Regions from separate parts of the Hordeum vulgare genome. Here region 2 is linked to region 1. The links are chromatin contacts, called in public Hi-C maps. All regions are on one chromosome and are shown on one strand. Each heading gives the region's core, a stretch centred on a gene start, on an enhancer-like site or on the middle of the called end of the contact. The rest is flanking DNA. Distances are from core to core; before and after follow the strand shown.

The links. Hi-C and Micro-C count contacts between places; a contact is called where the count stands out from the background.
Region 2: a contact with region 1 is called in a Hi-C map of leaf, with 7 times the contacts expected there. The contact joins the enhancer-like site here to the promoter of LOC123395529 in region 1. A contact is called at or near these places in 2 of 6 Hi-C or Micro-C datasets (leaf and seedling) and 1 of 1 datasets of contacts at active chromatin or transcription factors (embryo).

The regions. Positions count from the first base shown.
Region 1 is chr5H:333,001,457-333,007,760 of MorexV3_pseudomolecules_assembly, forward strand. LOC123395529 (protein trichome birefringence-like 28) reads right to left here and starts at 2,895. Exons shown (of 4, transcript XM_045090532.1): 1 at 2,144-2,895; 2 at 1,631-2,002; 3 at 1,370-1,525. The coding sequence starts at 2,598. LOC123395530 (DEAD-box ATP-dependent RNA helicase 35A-like) reads left to right here. Exons shown (of 2, transcript XM_045090533.1): 2 at 1-1,361. The coding sequence ends at 441. It also overlaps the pseudogene LOC123396677.
Region 2 is chr5H:333,292,265-333,298,462 of MorexV3_pseudomolecules_assembly, forward strand. No RefSeq gene overlaps it. Among protein-coding and RNA genes, the nearest start is that of LOC123397453, 77 kb to the right of the region's middle. Within about 2 kb of position 1,802, at least 3 of the 3 cell types and tissues checked have open chromatin away from gene starts, as enhancers often do. A contact at or near this core is called in leaf and seedling, where this site is marked.

The sequences.
Region 1 (6,304 bases), core at 1,645-4,144:
AATGGAAAGAAGGATGTTTTGGTAGCTACTGATGTTGCCTCAAAGGGTCTTGATTTCCCTGATATCCAGCATGTGATTAACTATGATATGCCCGCCGAGATAGAGAACTATGTCCACAGGATTGGTCGAACTGGTCGATGTGGAAAAACTGGAATAGCAACTACATTCATCAACAAGAACCAGACAGAGACTACGCTTCTTGACCTGAAGCATTTGCTCAAGGAAGCGAAGCAAAGAATCCCACCAGTACTTGCTGAGCTCGTTGACCCGCTGGAGGATGCTGAAGCTATCGCTAAGGCGAGTGGTGTAAAGGGATGTGCATCATGTGGTGGCCTTGGGCATCGTATTGCTGACTGTCCTAAGCTGGAGCACCAGAGGTCCGCGGCGATGGCTGAAAAAAGAGATTACTACGGTGGTGGAGGTTACCGAGGAGAAATATGATTTCCTCATATTACTGTGTATATGCTGTTTCAAGAACTAAAATGCTGCAACGTAAGTTCATCCATGCTTGAGATACACCATACCTTACCTTATATGTGTGGACATCAATAAACAATGAGATGACAATCCAGATACAGTAGGAAACTCTTTTTTTCTTTTCTGGAGGGTGTTCGCAAGTCAAAACCTAGTAATGCATGTTGCTTGTGTGGTGCACAAGGTGCCACCCACTTCCATCACACCCTGTACCACACACCCATGTGAAACAGACTGCCTTTTGTTGTTGTACCAAATGATGCTTTTTAATCTCCTTTGGTAGCCGGACCCACCAAGAAATTTGTAGGGATCTTTAAAGGAATAATATGGGCGTTTCTTTGCCTTTAATTAATGGTTTCAGATAGCATGTGAATCATCATACAATCCTCCAGAAGAACATCGAGACATTTCAAACTGAACTTTCAAATCCATCTGGTCCATTACTATTAAGGTTTGAAAGTTCTAAAGATTAAGTGCCATGAGCATGTTATGATACCAAGAGTATAACACCATACGGAGGTTTCAAAGGTCCAGTGTGAAATTGACTTGACAGTTGCCATGCTGACTATAAGGGACAGAAATTAGGCCAGTTTTGTTCCTAGTGGGTCATGAGCAAACCTAACAGCTGAGCTCCACTTGATGGACAATGACATTGTGACATTCATACTAGAAAGCGGGTAGCTTGCTTATCTAGAACGCGACTGGGACTTAACGACCATTTTTAATTATTAAGCTTAGGTTTGGTGTCCTATTGCATAGAGAGTGGTTCAAAGCAATGAAGTTGTTGCATTGTCGTAACATTGCTCTAGGACCTAAAGAACTTACCGAAGACCCTAATGAACCACCATTACTCATATGGCAGGAAAATATCGTCACAAATGCAACTTTTAATCACCTGATGTGAAGAGGAGAAATTGTCATGAAGAACACGGATGTCCGCGCCGGATCGATATTCTCGTTCAGCCAGTCGGACCATGTTTTGAGCACCCGGCCATAGGCCTCGATCCTCGGCACCTCGTCGTGCTCTGACCAATACCTTGTATCTGGTCTCCTGCAAAAATTCGAATAGACAAAACAGCTACCATTTAGCATGCAATTCAAGCAGATACAATGGTGTGGCTAATAAAATGTTTACAGAGATGACCGACTGACTGACCGAACTTTCATGTCGGCGGTGTTCATCCACCAGATGTAGGTGTTGAAGATGAGGTAGTCCACATCCCTCCAATACTGGGCGTGCCCCTCGATCCTCTCAGGCCGTATGATCCGGTGCTCGATGCTGTGGATCTTGGGGTTGTCGGAGTTGGACTCGACAAGGAATGGCGCCCAGTAGAATTCGAGAGTGGCGCGGTACTCCTTGGCGTGGAAGATGGTGAGCGATCCCCGTTTGACTATCTTCTTCCTCCCTTTGCTCAGGATGGACTGCACCATGCACACCAGCGACTCCCACTGGTTCCTGTTCAGCGAGTCCCCCACGAACATGAGCCGCTTCCCCCTCATCCTCTCCATGAACCTCCTGGCGTCGAACCTGATTGAATCCATCCACGATTCACCAACCAAACGATCGAATTGATCAGCCATGAAAGAAGATGCAAAAGCTTTGGCACTTCCGTGTTGCAGATCTAGCAAAGGTGGGGAACGAAATGAAAGGAGGCGATCGAGCGCATACGTGGGGAGGGAACAGTTGTTGGGCTGCCATTGCCAGTACTGCCATGTATCGTCGTTGCGGCCGTTGGCGAGGCAGGTGACCTGCTTGGTGAGGAAGGTGCACTCTTTCTCCCGGTAGAGGGGGAGGGATTCGTTGTCGAAGACCCAGCGGCCGTGGGCTAGGTCGCAGGTGGGCGGGGGCAGCGCGATGGGGGCAAGGCCGGAGACGTTGTAGATGTCGGCGTCCGGGTAGAGGTAGTCGTCGATGGAGAGCTCGGCGATGGTGCGCGCGTCCTCGCCGTACATGATGAGCGCGAGGAGGGCGATGGCGCAGACGAGCGTGGTGACCGGGGACCGCCGGCCCGCGGCGAAGAGGGACCGGCTGGTGGAGGCGAGGGTGTCCAGCCCCAGGGGGTGGCGCGGGGGCGGCTTGGTGGCCGCCGGGGCGGTGGACGGCGAGGTGGAGGCCGGCGGCATGGCGGCGGCTTGTGGTCTGACCGCCGCCGGGGACGCGCGGAAGGGCTGTGGCTGGTTCGTTGGTGGGTGGGTGTCGGCAGCGAGGAAGAGGGGATCTGGGGGTGGTGATGGTGGTGGAGTGAGAAAGGGGAGGTGCCCTGCCCTGCCCTGCCCTGCCCAGCTCCGACGACTCCGGCAAGGAGGTGGTGGTGTCCTGATTTGTAGGGAGCTTGTCGGCGTCCGGCCGTGTGGCGTCGGTCAAGATCTATCGGCCGCCCCCCACCACCACACCACCTCGCTTCACGCTGACAGTAGTAGTAGAAAAATTAAAGAAGCGGCTTCCGTCAACTAGACTAGCGTGTTCATACTTTGGAAGATTCCAATTCATACACATACACAGCCCAATTCATGTGCGGAAATTCGTAGGGGCTGCGGGGCACGCACCTCCCAGCTGTGCCCCGTTGCACGATTATTTCATGACTAGTTGATCGCTTGTGCGTTGCCACGGGACATCATACCCTATGCGTAGGTGTGCGTTTCTCTTATATGGTATGTTAACATTTACGATGACATGATATGTTACCGCATTTATGTTGTGTCTCTTGCTTTTTGTATGGATTAATAACACTCATGAATGGTGAGTTGTTTTTCTGAAAATTCATAATTTGTATTAACCAAACAATTCAAACCAATGCTTCATGTATTTTTCAAACCTGAATTTATTGTGATAACTCATCAAAGGGAGTAAGGCAAAAGAACATACATTTGGGAAGATGATAAAAAAGAGAAGTACATGTATACGTAGATACGAAAACTACATGCCATCATATGTATATACGAAATTTATTGTGATAACTCATCATAGCTCCAGATTTACCTAGAAACATCTCAAGTATATGTATATACAAAAACTACATGCCATCATATAAGGTACTATACAAAAAATTGAAGTCCTAATGACCTTCACTCTAGTATGAGCTAGCAACTCTCTTTCCCTCTATCTAGTTCTAAATATGAACAACTGAGTAACAAAAAGCATGTGATTTACTCACTTTCCTCATTTTTACATATCTTTTTTGTATAAATGTAGTAGAAATTGAGCCAATACCAGCAATCATGACATATATAACATCTTCCCTTGAAAACGGAAACAAAATCTGATAGGTTCATGCTCAATCTTGAATTCCAGACCCAAACCATAGTCAAATCTGTATGCAAAACAAGACTGGATTGACTGGTCTTAGATCACCTCGACCTTCTCCACCGTTGTTTGAAATCCTTGGATATTTTTTCTTTATATAAGCACAACAGATAATCAGCTGAATAATGGAAGTGGGCATATTATTCTAGAATGCTCCGAATAATTCTAGATGGCTACATGTTATTACATTCTTTTTCTAGTGCCTACATCTTGTACTTACAAGAATACATGATCTATCTGAAGTAAAGTATGTACATTGAACATAATGATATCTGAATTATTTTGCGCATTAAGTACTTTGCTCCAAATTTAGTATCCTTGCTTGTGTGGGAATCAGGATAACAACGAGTTACTCGAGAACGAAAAAAGGCAGAAGCAGCCTTACATGACAGATAACCTTTGCTATGACATCATAGATGATATTTGCTTTGGCCCAACCTATTCATAAAAATAACTATCAGTAACAAGATAAAAAAATAACAACAACAAAAATGGCATAAGAAACAACCGAAGGGTGGTGGTTCCAGGTGCGATGTAGGTTTTTTATTGAACTATAATCGGCTGGTTTATCGCCTGGTTTATGGAGGGATTGAAAAAAATCGGTGGAACGGTGAGAAGGCTAGCGGTAGGAGGGGGATCGCTCGAGGTCGAACCATCACGAAGACGGTAGATCCCCCTTTCTGATTGTTCATGAACCAACATACTCGAAGAGCTAGGTGTGATCGTCCATGAACCAAAAAACTGGAAGCACACTATTACGGGAAAAAGTCTATGTAGGTGATAGCATCCAAGATCACTAATATATTGTTAAGCGTCTATAGGTTTTCAGATGAACACATTCCAGTCTTGCCTATATTCCTATAAATCTGCGTGATTAACTGAATATGTACCAGCAGGCCAATAAGAATGGCACCTACAACACCATAAAGGTAGCACCAAGCCAGAGACCCGGACTATAGTTTGTGTCAACATAAGTTCGCAAAATGTCAAGTTCAGTCTGCATAAACGTCTTTCCTATCCTATAAGATTTCACACAAGTAATGGGTATGTTCTTATTTCATTCAATGATGATCTGAACTGTGCTGAAGAAAAGCTATCCTATGCTACAGCTTCACAAAAACTTCTCTCGTGAAGATATGTGTCATGGTAACTACATCACACTGCTTGAATATATACAATAATGGTAATACCTGAACTTGATAACATTCAGGGTTAATAGGTGTGTCGTTCTTACACTTTCTCTGCATAGTGAGTCACACGGTTACTCTTTGATCATTTTATCAATTACATTAAAAAGGTGGTTCTTAGATCTGTGATTGCAGCTGACATGGAGAACCTCATCTCTATTTCCCATGTGTAATTACAATGCAAGGTACAAAGAAAATTTATTACTAAATATATCTAGAGCTTTGTGTGTTTACTTGTACACCTTAAGATTTCCCCCTTAATATTGAAAATCTTGCTGAAGAGGCTCGGTCTTGTGCTTCTTGAACGGGCATAATACTCCGAGACCTATAATAGAAGTGTAAAAACAGATACATACAGTAAAATGGACATGCAGATTCCATATCCTGATTACAGTTAAACTATCATCAGAAAAGAATTAAACTTCCTAATCTACAAAATTACCAAAAGATTATAGAATAGAAGAGATGCAACCTTACTAAAACAGGACAGAACAACAAGTCGCAAATGCGTATTGATCCGAGAATTTTTCAGTGTTCACTGGGTGATGTTCGTCGTCGTGATGTTGCACAGTGGCACATCAGGCCATCTATTTCTATAGATGGCATAAATGTACTCAGAATTCAGCTGCAAATTACAAATTGAGAATAGTCCAAGGAAAATTTAGAATAGTCGAAGGAAAACTTGGCTCTCCCACTGGCTGACATTGGTGAACAAAAGTTGACTGAAATGTAAATAAGTTCAAGCCTGCAATATTTTGAATCCAAGGCAGATCTGTTTGTGACTATTGCACATGAATTAAAACTCAGAACTGCGGGACTTGATTAGAATATAAAATCCCACGAATTCATAAGAAAACTGATCACGTTGGAAAACTCAACAAGTGATCACACACATACGGGGAGCTAAAAGTTCAGGTGGGGTTTCATTTTCCTTCGAAGAAGCCCATGTAGAACTTATTTTGGTCTAAAAGTGCAGACTGATATACGACCAATTTATCCACTTGCATAGATAAGTTCAGAATGAAGATTGTAACACTTTGTGTTCAAATTAATACACACTTGTACTCCTCGATCTTCAATGTAGCAGTTGGGTAAACTAAATGACAGCACATTATCTGATCTCATGAACCAACCCTGCACTGAACGATGGGCGGAGGAGAATAGATAAGCGAGACATTGAGAGCAACCCAAATTAAGATGGAGAAATGCACTTACAGGAAGGTATGTGACATTTTTTTGCTTCCATGCAGCATCAACGGGCCGAACATCCAGCAGAGAAAGAACTAACGTACAACATGAACCGACAAAAAAAATCAAGATTAAGGCGAAAAGTAACCAA
Region 2 (6,198 bases), core at 552-3,051, 290 kb after region 1:
GGTGTCGATGTTCCCACAGGCGTAGAAGGAGTACTGCTACAACCCCGTCCTCCTCGAGCATCGCCGACTGGTGGAGTGCCAAATCTATGATGAGTTTGTGAGTGCAGAGGTCGTGGCGGCCATGGTTCCGGAGGACCCGAACTTTGTCGAGGAGCATTGAGTGTTCTATGAGGCCGCATGCAATGCTTGGCGGTGGAGTCAAAGTCGTAGTCCATCGTAGACGGGAACGCCATTGGCACTGCTATGACCACAAGACTAGCCAGTCCACGTCCATCATGGACTTCACCTCCACCGGCTACGTCCAGGACACGGACTCCAACGAGGAAGAGGAGGATGTGGGATACGGCGCTTCATATCCCATGTGGGCCATGCTTGTGTCTCTTGTCTTGCTCTTCCTCACATATGACCCGCAACTTCACCCCCTAGCGCTCATAGTCGGAAGATACTTGGCATGGAGAACAACATGGACTTGAAGAACGGACTCCAGCGAAGATTTATGTTAACTTCGAGGTGTTTTTGTCAATGAAATATATTAAAAATGTAATAAATGTGTTTATGTTTAAGTGAAAAATCATCTTATTTGCATAGAAATCATGTATGTGAACAACCTAGGATGACTCGTTCTTGTATCATTATCTACGCATAGACGAATACAACGTCTATTTTAGGGGTCTACGCTCAAGATGCCCAAAGCCCTTACCTTAGGGCAACTCCAACGGGCCGACCAAACTGACGGCAATTTTGTTTGCTTTTTGTCCGTTTGGGTCGGCCAGGCAGACACGAACGTCTGCTTCGACGTTTGGGTCGGCGCATGCGCCCAACGCTGGCTCGACCCATTTTTGGCGGCGTGCACTAAACATGCATAATTAAACATTAAAAGCCGGCCACGAAGGCCGACGAGAGTCCACGCGTCACATTATATATGGAAAAAAAACCTAGGCATCCTCGGCGGCGGCGGCGTGGTCGGGTTGTGCCGGCGCAGGTAGTGTTGGTGTCGGCGGTGGCGCAGCACGAGTGCGCTCGTTCGCGAGGCGCGGCGCCATCTTAGCATGAAGGTCGACGGCCTCCTTTGGAAGAAGTGCGCGGGGCTGGACGACGAGGGTGTTCTGGGCGAAGCCGGGCGTAGCACGGGCGCGCTCGTGCGCCTGGTGCATCATCCTCTTAGCCTGCAGGTAGGCGACCTCCTCTGGAAGCATCGCACACGCATAGACGACTAGGTTGTCGCCGTTGTCCATGGCTGCTAGGTCGTCGACGAGGAAACAGAGGGGTGGCGAGATGGGGACGGGGGAGGGTTCTGGAAGCAGATGGCCGAACCCCACCGCACGCTCGGATTGAAAAAGGCTAACCACAGTGGCTGACGCGTGGGTCCGAGAAGGGCGGCGTCATAAATTATGTTGACCGTGGTGGTTGGGGCGGACACCAAGAGGGCGCGCGCGTCCGCTTCGCGTCCACGCCGACGCATTTCAGACCCAAATTTGGACCGAAAATGGATCGTCGCGAACATGGAGCGGACATGTTTTCAAAATGAGTCGACGCGTTGGACCCTCTTTTGTGTGTGCGCCGATCCAAACGGACGACGACAGATGAAATGGATCACCAACCTCATTGGAGTTGCTCTTAGGTGTGCTTCTAAAGCAATCCATGGCCTTTCTGCAACCACCAGTGCAGCCAATATTTCTTGACAACATGCATGTGGCTAGCTACCACTATCATTATTTTGTTCACCAAGCTTCGTGGCAGTTACAACCTTAACAATAAACTATATGCATCTGAAAGTTCTTGCTTAATCATTTCACGGGACCACCAGTCAGCCTCTCTTGCGAGTGCTTCCAACGGTCAGCGCACAGTGTACTGTGATAATGTAGGCGAGAAGTTCGTCACGTGTTTTATGATGTTGACGTAGGAAAATGATCCACCAACTTTCTGGTGCAGCTGGTCCACTTCCCAAAAGAGTCTTGTGCTTCTGCTTCTGATCCTGAGATCCTGCCATACGCGCTGTCCTCTCCATAAAATATCAGTATACCTTTAAGGCGCTTCTCATATTCATACGCAGTCATTTGATCAAAGTAATTTAATCATCCTTGAAGAAAACACTTAATTTGATGCAGTATTCAGACTTATTTCTGCTATAAGTTATCTGAACTAAAAACACGACACTTGTTTTGAGACAGACCGAAAGAGTACATATTTGTTGGGCTTACAACAAAAATATACTATTTTAATCCTTACAGTCTGCTGACTGTACCTTATTATACTTGCTTTTAAGGGATCCGTAGCTGAGCTCAGCGGCAGCCGTGTGTACATTGTTTTATTCAACTATTTAACGTACACACAAAAGAAGCCTATGAAGGAAGCGATGTTTGCGTCAATGCAGGAGAAAAATCCTCCTACGACAAAAGTCAACCGGACACTTACTCCTAAGTGAGCGAATAAGCGTGAGACAAAAGCAGAGAAACGAAATAGACAATCAAGCTTTCTAGACCGGCGGTCTTCTTGCAAGACACGCTTGATTAGATTAGATTAGATTAGATGGACACACGGACGAACACTAACCTTGCGGCATAGGAGTACCTCGCTCTCAACTACCTACCTCGACCAGCTGGCTGTTGCAACGTACTCCTACCTGCAAACACGTTAACCAACCAAGCTCCCTCTTCTTGGTAAACATGGTTAGGTCCCTCTACTGTGTCAGGATGGAGTGAGCTTCCAGCCACACGTTTGCGTAACCAAATTGATTAGAGAATCGTCATGCATGCATCGTGATGATACTATATAAGCACACGGCGACATAAAAAAAAAAAAAAAAAGGTATACGCCGTTTTTTTCCAAGCAAAAGCAGTGTAGTAGATTTACGCCGTTATTCACTCGGAGTGATCAGCGATCAATCAATTAGTGACATTGCTTAACGAGAGCAACGATAGGCTGCCATGGGGTGTCGTTGTGCTGTTCCTGCTAACTAATCACGAGTTGGTACAGCGATTATTGGAGAAGACAAGCGGCAAAGCGAAGACGACGGGTGATGCGAAAGAGACGCTTCATCAGATGGAGACGCTTAATATAACTACTAGTTAATCGTGGTACGTAAGGGACGGTCGATATGCATATGCTGGTGGTGGAGCAAAGGGGGATTTGCTTTGCTTTGCTTCGCTTGCAGCGCGGCCCATGCATGTGATGCGATGATCAATATAAAGCCCGCGGAAATGTGGCAAATTGCAGAGACTACTTTTAATCGTGGTTGTGATCTCGCTGTCTGGGTTGGTCGAACCTGTCTTGCCTCTCTAATTTCTTTCGGGAGTAATCTAGTGGGGCTAGTCCGTGGTGGGTGCACCGATTGAGAGCATCATTAGTTAGGAAACCCCCTTAATTTCAACAAGAAATCGATCCCGTTAAGCATCCGCGTGATACGACACCAATAACTTGTATCTTATGACCATCTCGATCTCTGTCTGCATGAAGAGTTTCGTATCCACCAGAAGGAAAAGCATGCGTGCAAGAGAGAAGGAGAAAAGCTAGTTAGAGATCAACTAAGGGCATCTTCAACACCATCCACCAAAACATGGCTAAACCTCCAAACAACTACGGCTTGGACATATTGTGTTATTCAACACGTTCGAATCCTTACAAACCCGAAGCAGAACAAGGACGATCAACTAAGGGCATCTTCAACGCCATCCGCCAAAACATGGCTAAACCTCCCAAGCAATACTGGCTTGGACATTTTCTGTTATTCGACACGTTCGAATACTTGCAAACGGGAAGCAGAACAAGGACGATGAGAGTGGCTTTTGTGCACCCATGCACGCACGGTGCATCCACAACCAAAAGCTTAGCAAAACATTTAAAAAAAAACTAAAACTTTGTGGCTGTGATAATGACCAAATATTTTAGGTGCTTGTAAAATTTGGTGACGAAATGACATCCTAGGAGCTTTGTACAAAAAAAAAATACTAAAAACATGTAAACAATAACGTGGGTGCAGCGTATCATTTGTATTTCGTCTTGTATGAAGATCATTTGATGTTTTTTGGTGACCAAACTTTGCAAGTCCTAAAACATTTGCTCATAATCACATCCATCAAGTTTTAGATTTTTTTTAAATTTACTGTTCACTTCATGGGTGCATCGAAGTTGGATGCAGCCACTACTTTCCCAAGGACGATTTGCGGACGTCCGCACGGTTGTCAAGTGGATATTCGACACTACGTACCTAGCCAAAACTGAGGAAGAAGCCGTACATTTGGACAATTTTACAATATTTTCAAGCGAAAACCCGCCCGTTCTCCGCTGTCTTCACTCTGATGGCAGCCATCATTCATCCCACTTCCTTCCAGTTTCATCGTCCGCCGCTACGATTTAACCGGAAGAGGTGCAGACTGAGATGTTCATAGTCCCGCCGTCCACAAGGCCAACACAACGGCATGCTCGGCTCGCCTAATCAAATAAAAGGAAAGGAAGGATGCTTTGACGACGGCTGGTCACCTGGTACCTCGTCCAGCAAAGCGTGTGAATCGGCGGATGCTGGTCTTGCAGTCGTCATCGCTTTTTGGTTGTGATTGCATATATTTTTGTACTTATATTAACATATGCTAAATTGATGTTGATCTACATATTCACGTCAATGGAGAAAGCCATTCCCGATACAATTATTTGATGCACTCAGGACCACAATCCTGGACACGTCTGCAGACATTTGATGCATCCGATTTAATGGATAATGTTGGAGATGCCCTACGTCAATGTGTCCGCTTAAAACAGAGCACTCTGCTTCCCTCGGCTAGGCGTCCTAATTGACGGATGCTCGGCTAGACCTCTAATAAAAATCTCAACATCTACAATTCTAAGAGTATCTTCAATAGCCACACAAAAGATTCACGTCCAATAAAAAATTTAGCGCGTCACTATAGCATTTTTATTATACTCGGACCAACGTTGCTTTAGCAGATGCCCAAAAACGCGTGCCCGAAAGGTATGCAGTGTAAATTGTGAAGCGCGCGCAAGCCGACGCCTCAAATATACTGCGCGCGACAGCGTTTTTCAGCGCATGCCCAAAACTTTTCAGCGCGCACACAATTTTGCAGCCTTTGTTGGAGTTGTCCGACGCCCAAAAACGAATAGTTCAGCGCGCGAAGCACTTTTTGGACGGCTATTGAAGATGTTCTAAAGTTATACAATGTAAAATTTAAATTCATGATGCAATTAATAATGTTGATTTAGTATTGTGAATGTTTATATCACCATTAAAATCAAAAGGAAAGAAAAAAAGAAAGAGAAAAAGGAAAAGTTGCATCAACGCAAAAGGAACATTGAGAAAGCCCAAACTGGGCTGGCCTAGCTCGGCTTGCAAGTGTAGGCGTCAACAGGTCCAATTGCGGGAGCTTTTATAGGACCCATTCTACGTCCAATAACGGCAAACCTTATTTAGCGTCACAGGCGCCGGTTAAGGGCAAAATGTGCTAACCGGCGCCTGCAGCGCTCCATAATGCATTATGAACTTTTTTAGCCCGTGAACATTTTTTGAAATCGGTAACTTTTTCGTAAATCGTTGAACTTTTTTCTGAAATTGATGAAATTTTTTGAAAATTAATGAACATAATTTAAAATTCATGAACTTTTTAGAAATCAGTGAATTATTTTTAAAATATGCTAAAAACAATTCAAAATCGATGATATTTTGTTCGAGTTCTGTGAACTTTTTTGAAAAATCATAAGCATATTTCCAAAAATCGGTGAATTTTTTTCATAATCATTGAACTTTCTCAAATTTAAATTTTTGAAAACTCTGTGAACTATTTCCGATTTTTTAATAATCAACGAATATAACATGGGCCGGCCCAAGAAGAGGGCCGCTGTAGGCGCCCGTTCCCCTAGTAGCGCCTGAAGAGCCACATACGAGGTCCCTCCGATAACTCCAGCATCGCACAGAGGTGCGTACTTGCAGGCTTATTCGCCCGCTTCACTGTTTCTCGCATCGTTGTTTCTTGCTGTTTCCTTTTTAATTATATTTTCTTTTCCTTATTGTTCCTTTTCTGACTTACTTTTATTATTTCTGGTTTGTTTTTTATTTCCTTTTTACTTTATTTTCATTATAATTTTTGCTTCATAAAACTATTTTTCCTTTAGTAAATGTCTTCATTTTGAAAAGACTGTTCATTTTAAAGAAAATGCGACCATTTTCAAATTTTGTTCATAAATTCCATT